2 separate regions of the Sus scrofa genome follow, and region 2 is linked to region 1. A link is a contact called in public Hi-C data. All regions are on one chromosome and are shown on one strand. Each heading gives the region's core, a stretch centred on a gene start, on an enhancer-like site or on the middle of the called end of the contact. The rest is flanking DNA. Distances are from core to core; before and after follow the strand shown.

What was found. Hi-C and Micro-C count contacts between places; a contact is called where the count stands out from the background.
Region 2: a Hi-C map of fetal liver shows a contact between it and region 1, with 1.7 times the contacts expected there. The contact joins the promoter of UBE2R2 here to the enhancer-like site in region 1. A contact is called at or near these places in 2 of 5 promoter capture datasets (fetal liver and liver), 5 of 47 Hi-C or Micro-C datasets (embryonic fibroblasts, fetal liver, heart right ventricle and 1 more) and 1 of 2 datasets of contacts at active chromatin or transcription factors (alveolar macrophages).

Annotation. Positions count from the first base shown.
Region 1 is chr10:32,970,373-32,975,255 of Sscrofa11.1, forward strand. All of the region lies in intron 1 of UBE2R2 (ubiquitin-conjugating enzyme E2 R2), which reads right to left. Among named protein-coding and RNA genes, the nearest start is that of UBE2R2, 42 kb to the right of the region's middle. Within about 2 kb of position 2,094, at least 7 of the 83 cell types and tissues checked have an H3K27ac peak or open chromatin away from gene starts, as enhancers often do. A contact at or near this core is called in fetal liver and liver, where this site is marked.
Region 2 is chr10:33,011,561-33,016,443 of Sscrofa11.1, forward strand. UBE2R2 (ubiquitin-conjugating enzyme E2 R2) reads right to left here and starts at 2,913. Exons shown (of 5, transcript XM_021064700.1): 1 at 2,129-2,913. The coding sequence starts at 2,305.

The DNA of each region.
Region 1 (4,883 bases), core at 844-3,343:
ATTATGTAGAATGATCTTGTTTATAAGAAATAAATTCTAAACATTCAGAGGAATTATGAGACATCAGTGATCGGCAACCTACTCTCAAATGATTCAGGAAGAAAGCTCTAAGTTTGCGATTGTTAAAAAAATTTTTTTTTTTAAATCTTAAAGAGCGCTGGGGAGTTCTCTTTCTTGTGGAGCAGCAGGTTAGGGATCCGGCCTAGTCACTGGAGCAGCTTGGGTGACTGCTGTGGTGAGGGTCCTGGCCTAGGAAGTTCCTCATGCCCCAGAATGTGGCCAAAACAGCACCACCAGAAACAAAGAGCACTGGGAGTTTCCTAGTGGTCCAGTGGTTATGATTCACTGCTTTTTCTTTTTTCTTTTCGGTCTTTTGTCTTTTAGGGCCACGCCCATGGCATATGGAGGTTCCCAGGCTAGGGGTCCAATTGGAACTGAAGCCGCCGGGCCTGCCACAGCCTCAGCAATGCAAGATCTGAGCCACGTCTGCCACCTACACCACAGCTCATGGCAATGCCAGATCCTTAACCCACTGAGGCACAATGGGAACTGATTCACTGCTTTCAAAAAAAAAGGGGGGGTTCCCCTTGTGGCGCAGCAGAAAAGAATCTAACTAGGAACCATGAGGTTATGGGTTCGATCCCTAGCCTTGCTCAGTGGGTTAAGAATCCGGTGTTTCCTTGAGCTGTGGTGTAGGTTGCAGACGTGGCTTGGATCCTGTGTTGCTGTGGGTGTGGTGTAGGCTGGCATCTGTACCTCCAATGAGACCTCTAGCCTGGGAACCTCCATATGCCACGAGTGCAGCCCTAAGAAGCAAAAAGCAAAAAAAAAAAAAAAAAAAAAAAAAAAAAAAGAAAAAAGAAAAAAGATTCAGTGCTTTCACCACTGTGGCCCAGGTTCAATCCCTGATCTAGGAACTGAGATCCGGCATCAAGCTGCTACAATGGCCAAAAAAAAGAAAAATAAAAAGAGTATCTACCAGAGGATAGTCATAAACTTGTTAGATTGGTTGCCTAATGGATATGAGAGGGAGAGAAATGGGAATGGGGATAAAAAGAAATGGATATATACATACATAACCAACAAAAGAAAAAATATGATATGGGCAAAAAAATTATAAAGAACCATGATTTGAGAAGTATGATTATTAATTCAATCCTAGGAACAACAACCAAAAAATGGTCTAAATATATGTGATTGACTCTAGAGCTCACATCAGGTGCGGCTTTATGTTAGACATAACCATGTGAGGTAACTGAAGACTCACTGTTTCTGCATTTGTAAAACAGACCTAAGGAATTTCCATTGTGGCTCAGTGGTAAGGAACCCAACTAGTATCCATGAGGACTCAAGTTTGATCCCTGGCCTCGCTCAGTAAGTTAAAGGATCCAGCTTTGCCATGATGTAGGTCTCATCATGTTAAAGGAAGTTAAAGGATCCTGCATTGCTATGGCTGTGGCACAGGCCAGTAGCTACACCTCCAATTAGACCCCTAACCTGAGAACTTCCATATGCCCACAGGTGCGGCCCTAAAAAGACAAAAAAATAAAGACAAAACAAAATAGCTCTAAAAGAGGTTGCTTTTTGAGCGGTGGGGAGTGGTAAGGGATTAGTGTTGTTTATAAACTTTATAGTATATTTGACTTCTTTTTTTTGGCAGCACCTGTGGCACACAGAAGTTCCCGGGACAGTGATCAAATCTGTGCCACAGCAGCGACAACACTGGGTTTTTAACTCACTGAGCCACCAGGGAACTCCATGTTTAACTTTTACAACTATGTACCTGAGTCATCTTTATAAATGAAAAATAAATTCAATTAAAAGAAAAGCAGTAAGTGTCAAATCAGTAATGTGAAGGCATTAAGGACTATAAATTGGCAGGATTAGAGGAGCAGGCAAATTTTAAGAGGTTAAAAGTAAGTCAGAAGTCAGGAATCCAGATAAGCAGGGCAGTTAAGTCATCGACCATTAGAATGCAGATGCAATTTGTTATTTACTGCAAAGGGCATCTAAACCAGCAGTTCATAATTATCAGGACACAGCTTGTCTAGTGTCATGAGATAAAAAGTAAACATGGATGATTGAGAAATGAAGTAACTAATGATGGCCTCATTCCCAGTTTCTGCCATAAACATACTAATAGCTATGCTACTTTGAATATCCACACAATTGGTGAATCCCTAACTCCCAGGGACAATTCTGAACTTGATTGCTATTTAAAGCCTTGATGCTCAGACTCAGTTGAATCCTGAATGACATAATTACTGGACTCCAACTTCTTTCGTTCAGCCCAAATGCCAATGTATGCCCCAACACTAATTCTGAAGTTATTACTCTAAAAGTACATTCAGTTTCCATGTACCATGGTCACTGTCTTCCTGAAATATGTTCCAAACTCAGTAGCAGGGATCTATCTTGGTACCCTTATCAGACAAGTTCCTGACAAACCTCCCTTAGCTGAACACCCAAGTATCCTGCTTTGAAAGCCAGGGCAAAATAAAGGCAGACATACTTAGTAAGCTAAAAAAAAAAACCAGGAACCTGTTTAACCTTGGATTCTCAAACTCCCTGCAAGCCTTAGTTTTCCCATATACACAGAACTAGTTCAGGGATACCTCTTGGGGTTGCTGTAAGGAAGACAGTAGTAGCAGCTCTAGCTTATACTGTTCTAAGTATTTTACATATATCAACTCATTTAATTCTTAAAACCACCCTGTATGAGGTATGTATTTTCATCATTTTTAACAAAAAGATGAATAAAAAGACTTTTAGAAACTTGCACAATGTCACACATCTAGTAACAAATAGAGCCTGTAATATATATGTGTATTATATAGTAATAATTTGTATATACATATACAAATTTCCCTTAGCACACGGCAGGGCACATATTAATCACGCAATAAACAATGCCTATTATTATCTTTGTAATTCTCTGTTCAGACAATTTTCTCATCTCTGATTAGACTCCTCTGGGGCTGAAAATTGCCCAGCCCATCAGTCTAGACCATTTTTCTATGTGTGAGGCTGGCTCAGTTCCAGGTGGTCTTTTTTTTTTTTTTTTTTTTTTTTTTTTTGTCTTTTTGCCTTTTCTAGGGCCGCTTCCGCGGCATATGGAGGTTCCCAGGCTAGGGGTCGAATCGGAGCCATAGCCACCAGCCTACACCAGAGCCACAGCAACGAGGGATCCGAGCTGTGTCTGCAACCTACACCACAGCTCACGGCAACGCCGGATCGTTAACCCATTAAGCAAGGCCAGGGATTGAACCTGCAACCTCATGGTTCCTAGTCGGATTCGTTAACCACTGTGCCACGACAGGAACTCCCAGGTGGTCTTATTTTAAACAACTAGGTAGGTCCAGACCCTTATCCACCTTACTTAACTGGTTCTATAATAACCATGCACTACGAGGTCATAATACTTAGCAAATAGTTCAATGATAGTAGAACTGGGAATGAAAAAATCCTATCTCCAAAGATGCAGAAAAGACACACAACAGAATTCACCTATTCTTTTTTTTTTTTTTTTAAGGACCACATCTGCAGTATATGGAAGTTCCCAGGCCAGAGGTCGAATCAGAGCCGCAGCTGCTGGCCTACTCTACAGCCACAGCCATGCCAGATCAGAGCCACATCTTGCAGCCCACACAGCAATGCCAGATCCTTAACCCACTGAGCAAGGCCAGGGATCGAACATGCATCCTCATGGATACTAGTCAGGTTTGGTACCACTGAGTCACAACAGGAACCCCCATCCATTCTATTTTTTAAGAGTCAAATACTTCAATAACAGTAAAACATATATGCCTGACCCAAAACTCAATATAATCTTTGATAAGTGCCACAAGCACTCTCAGTAAAGTCAGGAAAAAGATAAGGACATTCTCTCTCTTTTTTTTTTTTTTAAAGTGGCTGCACCCAGAGCATATGGAATTTCCCAGGCCAAGGACTGAATTCAAGCCACAGCTGTGACCAAAACAGCAACTGCAGCAACACAGGACAGTTAAATCCACTGCACTGGGGATCAAATCTGTGCCTCCACAGCAACCTGAGCCACTATAATCAGATTTGTCAGCTACTGCATCACAGTGGAACTCCAAGATAAGGATGTTCTTTTTGTTTTTTTATTTATTTTGTTTGTTTTAGGGCTGCAGGTGTGGCATATGGAAGTTCCCAAGCTAGGGGTCAAATCGGAACCACAGCTGCTGGCCTATGCCACAGCCATAGCAACACGGGATCTGAGCCTCGTCTTTGATCTACACCACAGCTCACAGCAATGCCTGATCCTTAAACCACTGAGTGAGTCCAGGGATCGAACCTGGATCCTCATGGATCCTAGTCTCTTAACCACTGAGCAACGAAGGGAACTCCCTCTCTTTGTTTTTTAAATAAATTTTACTGCATATAGTTAACTGCATATAGTTAAGAAAGTTGTGTAAAACTGCCTTTTTTTTTTTTCTTTTTTGGCTACACTTAGGCTGGGGATCAAACCTATGCTGATGCAGAGACAACAATGGATCCTTAATCCACTGCGCCACAGCAGGAACTCTGCAGATATTCTTACCAGTATGGTTTTTAATTTTATTCTGCTTATACCAGTCAATGTTATTAAAAGAGGAGGAGCAAAGGGCAAAAATTAGAAAACCATCATGATTTTCAAGTTATATATGCTTTACTTGGAAATCTAAAAAGAATTTCCACTGGAAAATTATTCCAAATAGTAAGAGAATCCAGTTGGGTACTGGTACAAATTAACACCAATAAATTCTATAGCACTTCCACATACAAATATCTGTTTAGAAAACAGAAGCAAATACCATTTGAAATAGCAACAGTAAAGATAAGTTATTTGGCAATAAACTCACATATGCAACACTTACTAA
Region 2 (4,883 bases), core at 1,663-4,162, 42 kb after region 1:
TGTGCCAACTTTTAACTGCAGCTGTAGTGGAACACACTAAAAGCCTTGTTTTAGGACAAAAGCAGTGAAATAAAAAACAATGGTTTTAAACCTATTACTAGTGTTAACTGCACAGAACCATAAATTTGCCTTTTTCCAACAAAGAACTTTGGTACAAAAAGCCATATAATAAGGGGAAAAAGCAGAAAAAAACAAAATTCTCACATGAGACTAAAACGCAAAACCTGTTTATGAATTTCCATACTTTTTTTTTACATGTCACAAAGGAAAAAAAAAAAAACAAACTGGAGATTAAACCATTCCTTTTAAATAGGACTGAAATTAAAAAGCATTTAAATCAGTGTATGCTACACCGAATCTTCCTTCCATACTACCTATTCCAAACTGAAAGGGTTCACCACATTCCTTTCCCAATTACTTAAGCAAAAACATTACAATTTGTAACCCAGTGTGTTTCCTTCACATACAGTTTGTTGTTGTTTTTAACAAATTGCACTGGAGTAAGATCATTCTAGCTAGTATCCTTTTACCTTGACTATGGATTGTCCCAAACAACGATACTTTTTGGAAATTAAACTTCATTTCTCTAAGGCCAGTCAGTACATATTGCAAGTATCTGCATCTGAAAAGTACAGTATATGGTGACCACAAAACATTAAGCATGTAGTGGGTATACACAATATTCTAAATACTAAATACGTGCCTTTAACCAGGTATCTGGTTATTCACAAACATGAATATTAAACATTCCCCTATCAATTCTTCACATTTTCTACAAAATAGACCCAATTTCAAGCCTGAAAGTAAGGCTTCTACTTTTAAAAAGAGTAGAAACTAAATTAGGTAGTCCTTAAAAATACACATACTACATGACTAAGATACTCATTTAAAACTTTTGCCAAGATAGCCCCTCCCTTCAAAACAAACTAAGACTGACTCATAGTCCTATTTGACTTAATTTTAGAAATAAAAAATTAAACGAATTCCTAAGCACTCATTTCTTCTGTCTCTGTACCTCTACCATTTAAAATATTCAACTTTCAATCTGTGATTTGCCTCTTCAAAAATGGTAAAAACAAAAATTAAAAATCCCCAATACCTCTAAGTTATCTACCGTGGAATAAAAAAAAAAAAAATACTGGATTCAGGAATAATAACCACTGCTCTAAAATCGTGAAAAAATAGAAACAATGTCTACGGTCGCTAAGGAGTCGTCCTACTCTGTGACACCATCCCACCGCAGGTGATACTTTTCATCCGTGAAATCACCCTCCATTTGCCAGTTAACCACCTGAGCAAAAGGTTTCAATTTTGTCTCACTAAGGTGGGAACCAATCCCCCTACATCACCTGTTCCGCCCTCTGTGGGTGTTTCTACATGTGGGGCCGGGGGAGGGAGGGAGTCAGTAGAGTTGGTAGCAGGGTGAGGACAAAGGGCATTTTGACACACGGCTGAAGTAAATAGAAAATGAGGACAGAAAAGGGGCTAGATTCAAGTTCTCTAAAGTAGGTAATGGCTAGAAAAAGCAGGCAACCTTGTTTACCAGCGCTAGGGTCCTATTCTTCATGACCGCCCACTGGAATGCGAAGTTGGAACCACCACTATTCAAGAAGCCCAGCAAATCCCCAAAATGTCAGGGCACCAGGCAGCCTCTGGAATGACAGACCGATACCCTTCCCCCACCCCCACCCCCACCCCAAAAGAAAGGTCCAATCCCATAAGTGCAGGTCACTCTGCCCTCTGGGGTAGTTCCAGCCGGCGCAGAGATGGTCCCGATGGGAGGACGAGAGGGGAAAGACAGACCACCTTTCTTCCCGCACACCCTCAGCTGGGGAAACAAAACAAAGACCGCTCTCCTCCTCCTCCTCCTCGGGTAGCCACTACCCTAGCCACAGAGACTTTCCTATTTCCCGGTGCAGTCTGGCCTCCCGCCCCCGCCCCCGCCCCCATGACAAAGAAAAGGCACTTGGAGAGCCAGCGAGGCCTTCCTGCCTCCACGGATGGGGGAGGGGGCTGCCGACGTGAGGAGCCCCCTCCGCTCACCCGCGCTGCCACTCTTGGCCGGGAAAAGAGCGGAAAGCGGCGGCCTCCGCCCGAGGAAGCCAGGTTGGAGAGGGGCTGGGGGTACCTTGAAGTAGCCGCCTTCGTAGAGGGTGTTAGGGGGTCCGAAGATGGCAACCTCCCAGTTGTAGAGGTCGGACTCATCCACCAGGGTGATCCGGAAGCCCTCCACCGGTTCCTCCTGCAGGGATTTCAGCTCAAGCATCAGGGCCTTCTGCGAACTAGTCATCTGCTGCTGGGCCATCGCGGCGGCGGCGGCGGCGGCGCCGGGCCGGGGCCCCAGTCCTCACGCACCGGCCGGGCCGGACCAGGCCCCTCCCCTGCGCTCGCCCTCGGCCGGGCCGCAACGGGCCCCGGTCTTCACACACCCGGCGGCCCGGACCAGGCCCCAGACGGCCCGTGGGCCAGCCCGGTTCCTCTTCACACGACGCGGGCCGGGCCGAGCCCTTCTCCTCGCACTCAGGCCGTGTGGGGGAGGGGTGGAGAGAGTTGGAGAAATTCGCTCCTGGTCCCGGGCCTCCCCCCCCCGGAGGGGGCCTCAACTTGGGGGGGGGGGAGAGGAGGTGGAATTGGAGGAAGGCGGCGGAGGGCCGGCGATGGTGAGAGTACGCGGCCGAGCCGGCCCGGGAGCGCCGCGCTCGCTCGCCCTCTCGTTCTCCTCGGGGGCCGCGGGGCCGAAGGGCGCGCGGAGCCGAAGGGCGGGAGGAGGGCGGCACGCGGGGGTCTCGCAGCGGCGGCGGCGGCGGCGGCGGCAGCGGCGGCGGCTGCGCGGGGGGAGGGGCGACGGCGGAGGAGGAGGAGGAGAAGAGCGAGAGCGCCTCGCGCCGCGGGAGCGACGGAGTCGAGAAGAAGGAGGGAGGGAGGGAGAGAGAGAGAGAGGGAGGAGGGGCGCGCGTCGGGAGGGAGGGCGGCCTGGGGCGGAGGGTGGCCCGACGCGCGTGCGCGCGCCCCTCCCTCCCCCGCCCTCCTCACCCTCACCCTCCTCCTCCTCCTCCTCCTCCTCTTTCTCCCACTTGGGCGCCTCCTCTCCGCTGCCCCGCGTGGTGGCGGCGCTTTGTGACGCTGGCGCGTGTCCCCCACCCTTAAAGGGCCAAGCGTTCGTGCGGGCCGAGGGTGGCCGCAGGAGATTGCCCCTGGCCCCAAAATGACAGTTGTGTGGCTTGACGCCATGGTGTCAAGGCGCGCCCCGGAAGGGACCTCTGATCCTAAAACTGCTTTCGCTCTCCTTCCCCTCGGTGTATCCACAGGCCTCTGCACCGCTCCTTATAGGAGCCCTGATCCATCTTCCCTCCCGCTTCCTTCCAGTGACACAGTCTGCTCTCCCTGCACTCAGTAGATGCTTGACAAGGATGTGCTGATAATGTGGGTCTTATTGGTGGGAACAAGCGTCCCGACATCTCTTCTGCATATCCAGTTCTCATGCCATTGTATCCTTGAGAAAGCTGTGTCACCCGCATAGGGAGTTGGGGGGCAGTTTCCTATTGGAGAAATGAAGAAGGCAGATAGGCCAGTTTCTACTTCCCTTCTTAACTACAATGAAGAAATTGTAGGAAATAGAGAAATAATAATACAGACAGAACCTGGGTTTCTGGCCCTTTTCTGTGTGATTTGAGGCAAGTGCTCTGGCTATCCCCCAGTTTACCCATTTGTAAAACGATGTATTTGGTTGAACTTTGACCTCCCTACAGATCCTTTCAGCTTGAAAGTCCAATCTAGAACTGGAGAACTTTCAAGACAATCATAACTGAAGTGAGGTATGAAGACAGTCTTCAGTCCCCATGGTTTAGAATACCGCTTTCTCTTAGGAAGGCATGTCCTATGATACTGCCTGAATACTTCCTAGAAAGGCCAGGATACTGTGAGTTCCACATAGTTAGAATTTGGGGATCAGAAAGATCCTTGGTTCCAACCCTAGCTCCACCATTTTCATTATATTACCTCTTCCTTGTTCATTTCCTTCCGTAAAAGAGAGTTAATTATACCTAACATATAAACAATTGTAGTGATTAAACAAGATCATCTATGTACAGAATTTAGCACAATGACTAGCACATGGTAAATTATCCATAAATAGGACTTTAAAGAAAAAAAAATTTTAAGGCACAGCTATGTTTGGATACATCTCAATTTTTTAGTAGGCTTAAAAAAAAGTTTTGGATTTATAGAAAAATGGAGAAGATAGTACAAAGAGTTCCCATATACCTGGCAACCAATTTATCCTATTATTAACATCTTACATTAGTGTAGTACTTATTACAATTAGTGAACCAGCATTGATAATTTTATTATTAACTGAGGTCTTTACTCACATTTCCTTAGTTTTTATTTAATGCCCATTTCTGTTTCAGGATTCCTCCTAGACACCATACTATATTTAGTTTTTGTGTTTCCTTAGGCTCCTCTTGACTATGACAGTTTCTCAGACTCTCCTTGTTTTAGATGACCATAAAAGTATTGAAGAGTACTAGTCAAGTAGTAGAATGGCTCTCAATTATAGTTTTGATGTTTTTCTCATGATTAAACTAGAATTTTGGGGTTTGGGGGAGAAGATCACAGGGATAAAATGATATTTTCATCATATCAGGAGACTATAATATTAACATGACTTAATGTTGATATTGACCTGGATCACCTGGCTGAGGCAAGATACCAAGTTCCTCCACTGTAAAGTTACCCTTTTTACCTTTCTGTATTGTACTCTTTAGAAGGAAGTCACTATGCATAACCAAATGAAAGATCCCCTTCATTTTTTTGTTATTGTTCTTTTTTTCTGAGCTGAAGTCTCAGTATTTTAAAGAATCATTCCCTAGCTCCCAACTCTA